Linked DNA regions of Sus scrofa: regions 1 and 3 are each linked to region 2. The links are chromatin contacts, called in public Hi-C maps. All regions are on one chromosome and are shown on one strand. The core of a region is the stretch at or near the end of the contact, and the rest is flanking DNA. Distances in the headings are between cores, read along the strand shown.

Region 1 (3,639 bases), core at 56-2,555, 140 kb after region 2:
GGACAAAGTCAAATTCAAGCACTTCAGGCTTTCATAATACCTTTATAGAACAATAAAAAAATTTTAATAGGCAATAAAGGAAAAGAGAAAATAAATATTTATTTTAAAGTAAACATAAATTGGAGTTCCTGTTGTGTCTCGGTGGTTAATGAACCCGACTAGTAACCGTGAGGTTACAGGTTCAATCCCTGGCCTCACTCAGTGGGTTGAGGATCCAGCATTGCCGTGAGCTGTGGTGTAGTTTGCAGACATGGCTCAGATCTGACATTGCTGTGACTGCGGTGTAGGCGGGCAGCTCTAGCTCGGATTCGACCTCTAGCCTGGGAACCTCCATATGCCGTAGGTGTGTTCAGCCCTAAAAAAAAAAAAAAAAGAAAAGAAAAGAAAAAAAAAGAAAAAAATAAAGTAAAATAGGTCCACAGGAGTACTTAACTTCCAGCACCCCAAGCTCCCAGGACGGCACTGCAGTCAGTGCTTCCAGACACATATGGAATATGTCCATGCCCCTGGGGTCCCAGGGTAATAGAGGAGCCTGGCAGAATTGCCTTTTTTTTTTTTTTTTTTTTTCCTTTTTAGGTTTACTAGTTAGGAAACTCATGGGGCCTATATTTTTCAAATTGTGAGGGGCAAAATCAGTTAGTTTTACCCATTCAGAATATGTATAGAATTCAGCCAACTGCCCTGAGGAGCAGTTTCTCGGTTTGACTTTTGTCTCTAGGATTTAAGAAGTCATTCCCAGGGGAACTTGTTTTTCCTATAGCTGAACATAAGGATTTGGGAGCCAGGGGAAGGAAGGAGGCAAATAAAATGACAATCCACAGAACGAACTGCAAGGTCTGAAGACAAGAACCATTTGGTCTGGTGGGATCTATATTAATTAAAAAAAAATCTCCATCTTAAATATTCAGCATCATCGTGCACCTTTTACAATTAACCCAACAAGCAACACTCTTGGTTTGTAGGCCAAATATTTCATTTTCATGGAAGACAGAGCTCGCCTTAAAAAGCCAGACTCCCCTCAGCGACCTGCCGCTTCTGCAGCGTCGGGTAACTTTTCCCTCCAGTTTGGTGGAAGGTTACATTAGAAGAAAATAGTCCCTACCGTCTAGAAACTTTTCAGGGGAAAAGAGGGCTTCAGACGTGCGGGAGGGTGGGCAGCACCCGCCCGCGCCTCGGGAACGGCGAACGCCGGGGGCTGGGCTGCCAGCGAGTGCGGAGGCGCCAGCGGCGGGGCGGGGCGGAGGGACGCGAGGCGGGGCCCAGGGAGAAGAAAACCCTGAAGTCGTGCAAAGGGCAGCGTCGGCCAGTGCTCCTCTGCTGTGCACAAGCCTCCCGGGAGGGGGCGCTGGCGGACGGGGTGTTAAGGATGGGGGGTGTCGGTCTCCGGAATCCTAGAATCGGCTTGTGTTGTCAACCATCTTTTTTTATTCATCACTTCTTTTTGTCATGATGATCTCTTGGCCTCAGGCTGCGAGAAGGGAGCCATATTCAAAATGCAGAAGAAGAGGTGACCTGGAGGAAAAATTAAAATGCGATTTTTAAAAAATAGAGTTTTTCTTACTTTCTTTTTCTCTCTCGAGTTAATTTAGATGTAAATTACATTTTGAAAGGCCTCCAAGCTCAGGCTCCAAGGCTCTGTGCTCTTGCCCTCACAGATGCTTAGCATTAAGATTTTGGTGTAATGGTAATTTTGTCAATGGAGGCTGACTCCTCAAAACATCACCCTGGTAAGTAAGGAACATTTCCATGGGTTATGACTTTGAGGTTTTATTTTACTTCATTCTAATAAATGTCCCTTCTAAAAGTTGTTACGATTAAACCTGGCTGAACCCAGGTTTAATTTGGATTATTTTTTTAAAAACCTTAAGGTAATTTACCTACTTTCTCATTCATATTTAGGAAATTTTGCTTTATTGCTATGTGGACTTTATCTTTTACCATGCTGTTCTTAGTGTGGATAGAAAACAGCCTGTCTTTCTCTTTCCTGGTTGGTACTGTCTGAAATTGTGAGGAGTGCTTAGTGCAGAATATTGCTGAGTATTGCAGATTAAACAATCTGCCATACCTGTTTATTTAATCAGAAACAGCAATTATGTATACAAATAGTCTATACCAAGTTATATACCAGAAATCATCGTGTAAAATAAACTCCTCAAATGTAGAGACCCTATTTTATTCTTCGGCGAAATGGAGTAAATCTTCTTGCAGTGTTGTGTATTTTAAAGGATCTAGGATATTGGAGTTCCCGTCGTGGCTCAGTGGTTAACAAATCCAACTAGGAACCATGAGGTTGCGGGTTCGATCCCTGGCCTTGCTCAGTGGGTTAAGGATCTGGCGTTGCTGTGATCTGTGGTGTAGGTTGCAGACGTGCCTCGGATCCCTTGTTGCTGTGGCTCTGGCATAGGCCGGTGGCCACAGCTCCAGTACGACCCCTAGCCTGGGAATCTCCATATGCCACGAGAGCAGCCCAAGAGATGGCAAAAAGACAAAAAATAAAAAAATAAAGGATCTAGGATATAATAGGGACTCATTAAATGATAGCTATTAGTATTATTTATCTTGATATCCTAGAAGTGCTTTGCCCATTGCAGACAATAAATGGTGGTTGATTGAATGAACATACTTTGTTCCTCACTATACATACAGGGAATATACCAGGATGGGACCCTTTAGCCCAATGACTTCATCAATGAAGCTTAGTGTGGAGGTGTCTATACTACAGTCCTTTTATCAGATACAGGTTCTCTTGACCTTGGAATGTGGGCCACTTAAAGTTTTCAGGGGGAAAACAAGTGTGCCTACTTCACTATTAGGCCCTAACCTCTTGTCAGTATGGAACTTGAAAAGTTTGCTTAAATATGGAAAAGCTAAGCTCACTTGACACAAATCAGGGAGAAAAAAAGTTTCTGCACTTTATTCAAGTTATTCATGTCAAAAGCAATTAGTGGGCCCCAGCTTCCATTACATCATTCATTAGCAGAGTGTGGGCTGGGAGCTCTGCAAGTCACCTGATTTGATGGAGGACTTAAGACTGAATTTGCTTTTGTGTTTCTGCCCTTAGCCATTTCAGTGTTTAGCATGTTTGGAGAAGGTTAGAGCATAACCTGGAGATCTAGTTTATTTATTTTAATGCTGTCAGACGGCTAAGCGGTGGCAACTTGTTGAAGAGATTGACTGATCTGCTTACTTAGATGAAAGACTTTAGTGAATTAATTGAAAGGATTCTGAGAGATACAACATGCCAGACCCCTACTGGCTCATAAAGTTGTTCTTTCTGATTGATGTGACATGACAGCTGAGCACAGTGTATGTAAAGCTGCCGGGGAATAAAACAAGCGTAGTGCTGATATGTTCAAAGACATGTAAGTGTTCCACTTGAACTGGCTGTGACAACAGAGTCAGCTGGACACTGTGCCCATTTCCTTTGGCTCAAGCACCCGAACTCAATAAAAACACAGATTTCACAGGTGATGAACTGTTGGGTGAAAATAAAGCCACAACTTCTGAAAAGCTGCACAGATTTTGCTGTGTATTATGTTTCATGTTTTAGTCATTGCTTTTATTTATTTATTTTTTTGCTTTTTAGGGCCGCCCCTGAGGCATACGGAAGTTCCCAGGTTAGGGTTGAATCAGGTAATG
Region 2 (3,216 bases), core at 591-3,090:
GATCCAAGACTCTAGCACCACACCTACCTTTTGTCCCCAGTACTGGGCCCTGAGGGGAGCTGAAGGTAGAGATACAGCTTGTCGTTGTCTGAGAATTTCTGTACATCTTGCTGAGGCAGGGAGGAACAGAGGCAGGAGAAATAATAAGGCCGAGAAGGACCCAAGGTAGGACCCTCTGACCCTTACCCAAAACTCTAGCTGACTTAGTAACTGTCACATGGGAAAAAGACCTCAGAAATGATTTGAGGCTGGGTGCTCACTATGCCCTGAGGAGCCCTTATGGGCCACTAGGATGAGAGGGGGAGTGGAGGGGGTCAGCTCTGATTTTATTTCTATGCGGCTTTTACACAAGAGGTCACACAGACGCTCAAGGGGAAAGTGATGGCAACTTGCAAAGCCAGTTACTTCTGACAGGGCAGACAACATACCTCTCTCACAGAGAACTTTCCTACCGATAGCCTCACTATCATTCTCCACCAACTGCATCTCTCTATTGCCCTCTTCCCCCAAATACTCACCAGGATTCCCTCTACTTTGTTCTGCACGGCCTTGCTGTGGAGAAGAAGAGAAAGCTGGAGGTCATACACAAAAATTTTCCCCATCCCTGGGTCTTTCTGCCAGGGAGAGGAAGAGGGCTGAAAAAACCAGCAGGTGCTCAAGAACTGCTATGATGATGAAGACGCTCCCCTGATGGGATACACTTGCTTGGGGAATGGCAGATTGTCGAGAGAGACAGTAAGTGCTTACAGGGGTGGATACCCAGGTCTGGAATGAGGTTTGGAGATGGTGATGAGTACTTACGAAATGGTACCTCGGAGCCTCTGAAGAAGGGTGGTGGGTTCCCCTGCCTCGGCACTACCTGAGGGGGCCCTTCCCCCTGTCTTTGGGCTTTTAGCATCAGGTTCATCTTCTGCCATCCTGGCATGAGGGCTAGAGGTGAGAGAAGACAGGACATGAAGATTTAACTTCCTTTCCCCTCATGGAGGCCCCAGGACCACTCCTCTCCTCTCTACCCAGAAAGAGAGACAAGCAGAAAAAAAAAAAGCCTCAGAATTGCTCCAGTGGTCTTTTTTTCTTCCCCACCACTTATCTTTTCCAAACGTTATAAATTCTTCCAGTACTTCTCCAGGCCCATCTATACCCCAAGAGATCTTTGCCATCTCCATTCTATCTGCCCCACCTTTCTGCAGTCTGCTAAAAGTGGAAAACCGTAAAGGAAGAGATGGGGGTTTGGGAATCACGTTAGAAATTTTCCTTTCTGCTTCTGACCCCGCTACTGCCATCCTTCCTTCCCCTCAAAAACAACCACCACAAGACAAAGTTCTTTAATTCTCTAATATAGTCCGCATCACTGAATCGGCCTGGGAGGTTAGAAAGGATACGAACATATTCTGCCTTCCAGGCTTGGAAAAAACTGGGCCCAAGTTCTCATTATTTAATCTCGCCACGGCTTCCCCCGCAGCTCCCCCTCCCCACGTCGCAGGCCCCTACGTCACCTCCCTCAACATCCCATCCTGATGCGCGCCCCCACTTCCCTCCCTTCCCCCTCTATTCAATCCCTCGTTGCAGCAAAGTGGGGGGGAGGGGGAGTTCAGGGCTGCGGAACTCCTGGGCTGGGCGTATGAACCCGGTAGGGAGAATGGGGTCCCAGACTCGGGGCACGTGCACATGGGTGAAGAAGCCGTTGAAAATACAGCCAAAATATTTTTCTGCGCTCCTCCCAACTCATATTGCCCCCTCCCTACCTTTCAACAGTCGCCTTCCAACACAAGCAACATTAAAGGTAAGGGAGAAAGAGAAACTACCTCGTAGCCACCTTCACTTCAGCCCAGCCCCACGGTCCTGGCCCAGCGGGCTCGTGCGTTGCTTTATTTTCTTTTTTCTGAATGGCTGGAACAGCCCCGATCTGCCTAGATACTCGTACTGCCCGCTCTATCATTGGTCGTTGCTGCCACCCGGAGACAGTAGGCGCCGGTCTCGTACCGGCGGCAGCTAAAGTCTGCCTGGTAACAGAATCCGATTGGTCAATAGGGGAGGGAAAATCCAAAGTTGGTCTTATTTGAGTCAAGAGGGGGAAGTCCGGGTTAGGTTTCGGTTAAAACTGGGGTCGGTTGGGACTGCCGGTCCCAAGAGGTTCTTCTCTTAAAGGGACCGCAGGACGAAAGACTGGGCGCTCGGCTTCTTTTGGAGCTTTCTTTTCTCGTGCCGTCTTTCAGTTTTGCTTTCGGTGATCGCAGCTACTGGAAGAAAAGACTCAATGGATGATAAAATCACTAGAAAATTATAGGAAGTAGTGATGGAAGTTCGATATGAGCTCACATTACCCACTTCTGATGAAAAACAAGTTGAACCATTGCCCCCACCACCCAACACAACCAAATAGACACAACAAACCTGCAAACACAGGCTCACATTACTCATTGATGGAGGCCTCCAAACCTCAGCAGCTGTACCACATTAAACTAAAGTGCCTTTAGTGTTCATAAGTTTCCCGTGTGTACTTTATTTTCTTCCAAAGAGTTGTTAATGCCTTTGCATCCCCACAGTTCTGCACTCAGTGAACACTGGAATTTTGACTGACTCCCCCAGAGGGTGCTGGATGCCCACAGGAACTGACCTTTTTCTCTTCAGAGAACATTGTTACTGAAAGGTCATGAGTTCTTAACCCTCTTAGTTAAGGCTTTTTAAGGCCAAGAGTCAAATAAATTCAAGGGACTCTCTGGCATGAAAAATGCAGGTACAGACCGAGTGGTGCATCTAAGGTCAGAAGTCACGGGGACTCCAGGTTAGCCACGCTGTGAATGGACAGTATTTTTTTTTTTTTTTTTTTTTTTTTTTTGCACAGCAGCTATGTTACACACAAAGCCATATTTGTGATCCTGACTTATACATTCTCCAGTCTCATCATCACTGTGCTTTTGTAAAGAGGCTGGCAATGTTGCCTGATCTCATTACCATGGCCCATTGGAGCCTCCATTTCCCTACTACCAGCTTCCTGGAGGGAACCCAGGGGATTGATTGCAGAGTTGGGGGAATGATTGCAGAGTTGCGGGAATGAGGATATACTGGAAAGAAGGTTTTCTAGTAACAGCTAAAATGTATTTGGTGGATACTGTGTGCCAGACACCATACCAAATATTAAAGACCTCATTTGGGGAGCTCCCATTGTGGCACAGCAGAAAGGAATCAGAATAGTATCTATGAGGATGTGGGTTT
Region 3 (3,565 bases), core at 751-3,250, 150 kb before region 2:
ATTTCCAGCTTTAAATTCAGAAACAAAATACTTCAATGCTATACATTCCATTATCATGGAGTTACAAATGGCAATTCAACCATTTGAAGTTTGTCTACCTTCAGCACCCAAATGAAGACAGATAACCCAGCAGGTGGCAGTAGGGAAACAATTATTTTAGAATTGTTTAAAAATATATTTATTTAAAAATTATTTAAAAAACAATCCTTTTTCTTTTGCTTTTTAGTGCCGTACTTGCGGCGTATGGGACTTCCCAGGCTAGGGGTCAAATCTGAGCTAAGGCTGCCAGCCTATACCACAGCCACAGCAACTCCAGATCCTATACTGCAGCTCACTTCACCTTGAGGCCAGGGATGGAACCTATATCCTCATGGACACTGGTCGAATTTGTTTCCGCTCTGCTACAATGGGAACTCCAAGATCTTGATCGAGGGAGGGAGAAGGCAGAGGTAAATGCATGGGTTATTTTCTGGGCTTTTGGTCCTAGTTTCCTTTTTTTTTTTGTCTTTTTAGGGCCACGCCTGGGGCATATGGAGGTTCCCAGGCTAGGGGTCGAATCGGAGCTGTAGTTGCTAGCCTACACCACAGCCATAGCCAAGCCAGATCCCAGCCATGTCTGCGACCTACACCATAGCTCATGGCAACGCCAGATCCTTAACCCACTGAGCGAGGCCAGGAATTGAACCTGTGTCCTCATGGCTACTAGTCAGATTCGTTTCCGTTGGGCCACAATGGGAACTCCTTAGTTTCCCTTTCAATGACCCAGAAGACATGTGGATAGAAGACAACTAGGTCATCTTGGGTGTTACAATACATAGGATTCCCCCCTCCCTAATCCTCTTCATTTATTCATTCCACAAATAACTATTGAGTTCTTACTATGTACAGAATTACATCATGGGAGGAGCTGGAGATAGAGTGAAATAGTTGTTGCTCTCTACCAGCTTACAGCCTATTTATTCAGAGTCAGGTCTTCAGATCGCCACAAGAGTTCATAATTTCCAGGGTATATATATATATATATTTTTTTTTTTATTAAACTTTTCAGGTTAGTACAAAGATTAGAATAGAGTGGGGAATTTCTCTGTGCGCCTCTATGCTCTTTCGAACATCGGTAACTAAGAGAGGTTAAGGCTTGGATCGCAGGAAGACCGTGATGTTTCCGATCGCCTTTTGTGACCCTTTTTGACAGGTCTTCAGTTGTTCACTTTTCAAATATTTACTGAATTCCATCATCGTGCTCAGTATTAGGCTTGAGGCAAAGTGTACGTTGTGAACATCATTGAGAGGAAGGCAAGACAGACATGCACTTTAAATAATAAAGCAGTAAAGCCGGAAGAATACTTGGTGGCATGTGATGTTTTATGATATTATCATTAGAATGTTGAATGTCTCTGGACAGCAGCGCTTCTATCGGGAGTTTTTCCTGGTCTGTGAAACGGAGAGGGCCTGCCCCGCGGACTCTTGCAGAGCTCAGACCTCGCCACCCAGTCCCTTCAAAGAGGCGCGCCTAGGTGGCCTCACCGAGGCACCGTAGGGAAGGTCTGCTGAAAGGGACGCGCTGTCTTCGACCCTTGGATTCGTTAGGGCGCGCCCCACCCGCCTCATGTGATCTGTAGCAGCCTCCTGATTGGTTTGGCTTCCCAGGCTGGGCTGGGCACCAAAGGTTGGGCGCGTGCGCAGTGCCCGGATTTCACGGGCCACCCGGAGTCGAGCCTTGGGGTTGGGCGATAAACAGGCCGTGGCCAAGGAGGAGGGGGGAGGGGGCGTTCGCTCTGCCGGGACTTCTCACAGACACCCCCTCCTTGTTATTTTAGGTGTGGTTTGGTCCAGATGTGGGGTTCCGGTAGCGGGTTTGAGATTAATCTATTGTGAAAGGGGAAAGTAGCTCCGGCGGAAAGCGGTTAAATCTGCGGAGAGGCTTCGAGACGGGAGTTCTCCCCCATGCCAACCGAATGGTGTGGCCCTGAGTTGGTCCGGGAGCCGGCCCGACGTGTCTGAGAGAGGCCCCAGAGGGGGCGGGGAGGTGGCCCGCGGAACGCGGGTTCTGTGAAGAGACGTGGGGAAGATTCGACTCCGAGAAAAGGAAGATCCCGATTGAAAGGGAGGGAGGCCGCTGAGGGGGCGGGGGCTGCCAAGATGGCGTCTGCCTCGTCTGGGTCGTCGGCGGTCGGGTCTTCACCCGTGGATTCCGGGGTCCCTCCCTGCACCTCGTCCTCAGGTAATCACGGTGGGGCGTGGGCTGAGGGTTGATGATGGCTGTGCAGTAGGAGGAAGAGCGAGACCCTGGAACGGCACCTTTAGCTGGGGGTGTCCGAGGCGTTGCCGGTAAGGAGGACAGAGGGCTAGGCTTTCATACAGCAGGGTTTTCTGAGCGGACTGGGGGAATCTAAGGAAAGGGTGGATTTAATTGAGAAAAAAGAAGCTGTCAAAGATGTTGGTTGTCTTCGAGGAGACCGAGTTGAAGACTTGTAAGGAGTAGGGTCAGGAAGGGATGGAGATTGACGGTGGGAGTAGGAAGGAACCGAAGGGAGTAGAAAAAAGTAAATGGAGGCTTCACAAGTAACGAGGAATTACGTAGTGTGAGAGGTTGGTAGAATCCAAATTGATTGTGGTGTTAATTGGATTAAAATGTGGCAGAGAAACCATGGGACTTAAAAGGTATGGTGAGTTGTGGGACGCTTTCCGATTGCTGGGGAGTTACGGAATACTGTGGGTTTTGTTGCGGGTGGGAGTATTGAAGCCGTCTTTTTCACAGACCCCCCCTAATGCGTCATTACTTCTCACTGCGTGCCCTGCCCGGCCCCCCGCCACACATACAAACACGCGCCATCTCGCAGACACACGTACACATTTTATCAAACATCCTCCTTTGAAGACTTACATCTCTAGACTGCCCAACTTGGGAAGGAATGGGAAGTTTTGAAAAGAGCCTGAGGAATGTGGAAAATTAGGGCTAAAAGACCTTGAAAACAGATGGAGAAGGCAGAATGCCGAAGTCTTGAGTTATGGTAGATGTTGAGGGAGGTGATGTTGGCAATTAGGCCTGAGAAGGATGGGGTTGGGGGTGGCTCTTAAGTGTTGTTGGAGAATATTGCATAATAGGAAATGGATTGGAAGAATGCTTAGGCAGGAAATTGGCAATTGGAGAAGGGAGCTAAGGGCATATAGCTCAAAGTAGTTAGAAACTGTTGAAGATTGAAGGAGGGCAGAAGAACCCACTAGAAAAGCAACAGATTGTGTGTAGGAGGGAAAATGTGTGGTGTTGGGATGTGTGTGTGTGTTGTGGGGGTAGTTTGAATCAGAAACTGTTCTAGAGCTTCCATCAGAAATGTCTGGCCTTCCATAGTGACTGTTGCCTCCACACTGAACAGGAGAGGCTGCCAGTTGATGGATGTTTTTCTTTAGACATTGACAGTTCCTTAGGCCTGGAATTGTATCCTTCCCATTTCAAATTGATTAAATAGAGGGTTCCATCTTTCATAGTCCAGCTCAGATGAGCGAATACTTGGTCACAAATATCTTTTTCATAAACTGCAGTTTTATTTATGTACATCTATTTTTA

What was found. A called contact is a pair of places that touch in the nucleus more often than the background predicts.
Region 1: a Hi-C map of liver shows a contact between it and region 2, with 11 times the contacts expected there. A contact is called at or near these places in 2 of 5 promoter capture datasets (fetal liver and liver) and 3 of 47 Hi-C or Micro-C datasets (epiblast stem cells, liver and skeletal muscle).
Region 3: a Hi-C map of skeletal muscle shows a contact between it and region 2, with 2.9 times the contacts expected there. A contact is called at or near these places in 3 of 47 Hi-C or Micro-C datasets (heart right ventricle, liver and skeletal muscle) and 1 of 2 datasets of targeted methods (alveolar macrophages).

What each region holds. Positions count from the first base shown.
Region 1 is chr4:97,760,872-97,764,510 of Sscrofa11.1, reverse strand. No RefSeq gene overlaps it. Among named protein-coding and RNA genes, the nearest start is that of POGZ, 14 kb to the left of the region's middle.
Region 2 is chr4:97,901,094-97,904,309 of Sscrofa11.1, reverse strand. RFX5 (DNA-binding protein RFX5) reads right to left here and starts at 1,840. Exons shown (of 10, transcript XM_005663455.2): 1 at 1,746-1,840; 2 at 802-930; 3 at 519-552; 4 at 28-110. The coding sequence starts at 917.
Region 3 is chr4:98,054,915-98,058,479 of Sscrofa11.1, reverse strand. It overlaps PIP5K1A (phosphatidylinositol-4-phosphate 5-kinase type 1 alpha), which reads left to right and starts at 2,000. Exons shown (of 15, transcript NM_001244451.1): 1 at 2,000-2,221. The coding sequence starts at 2,140.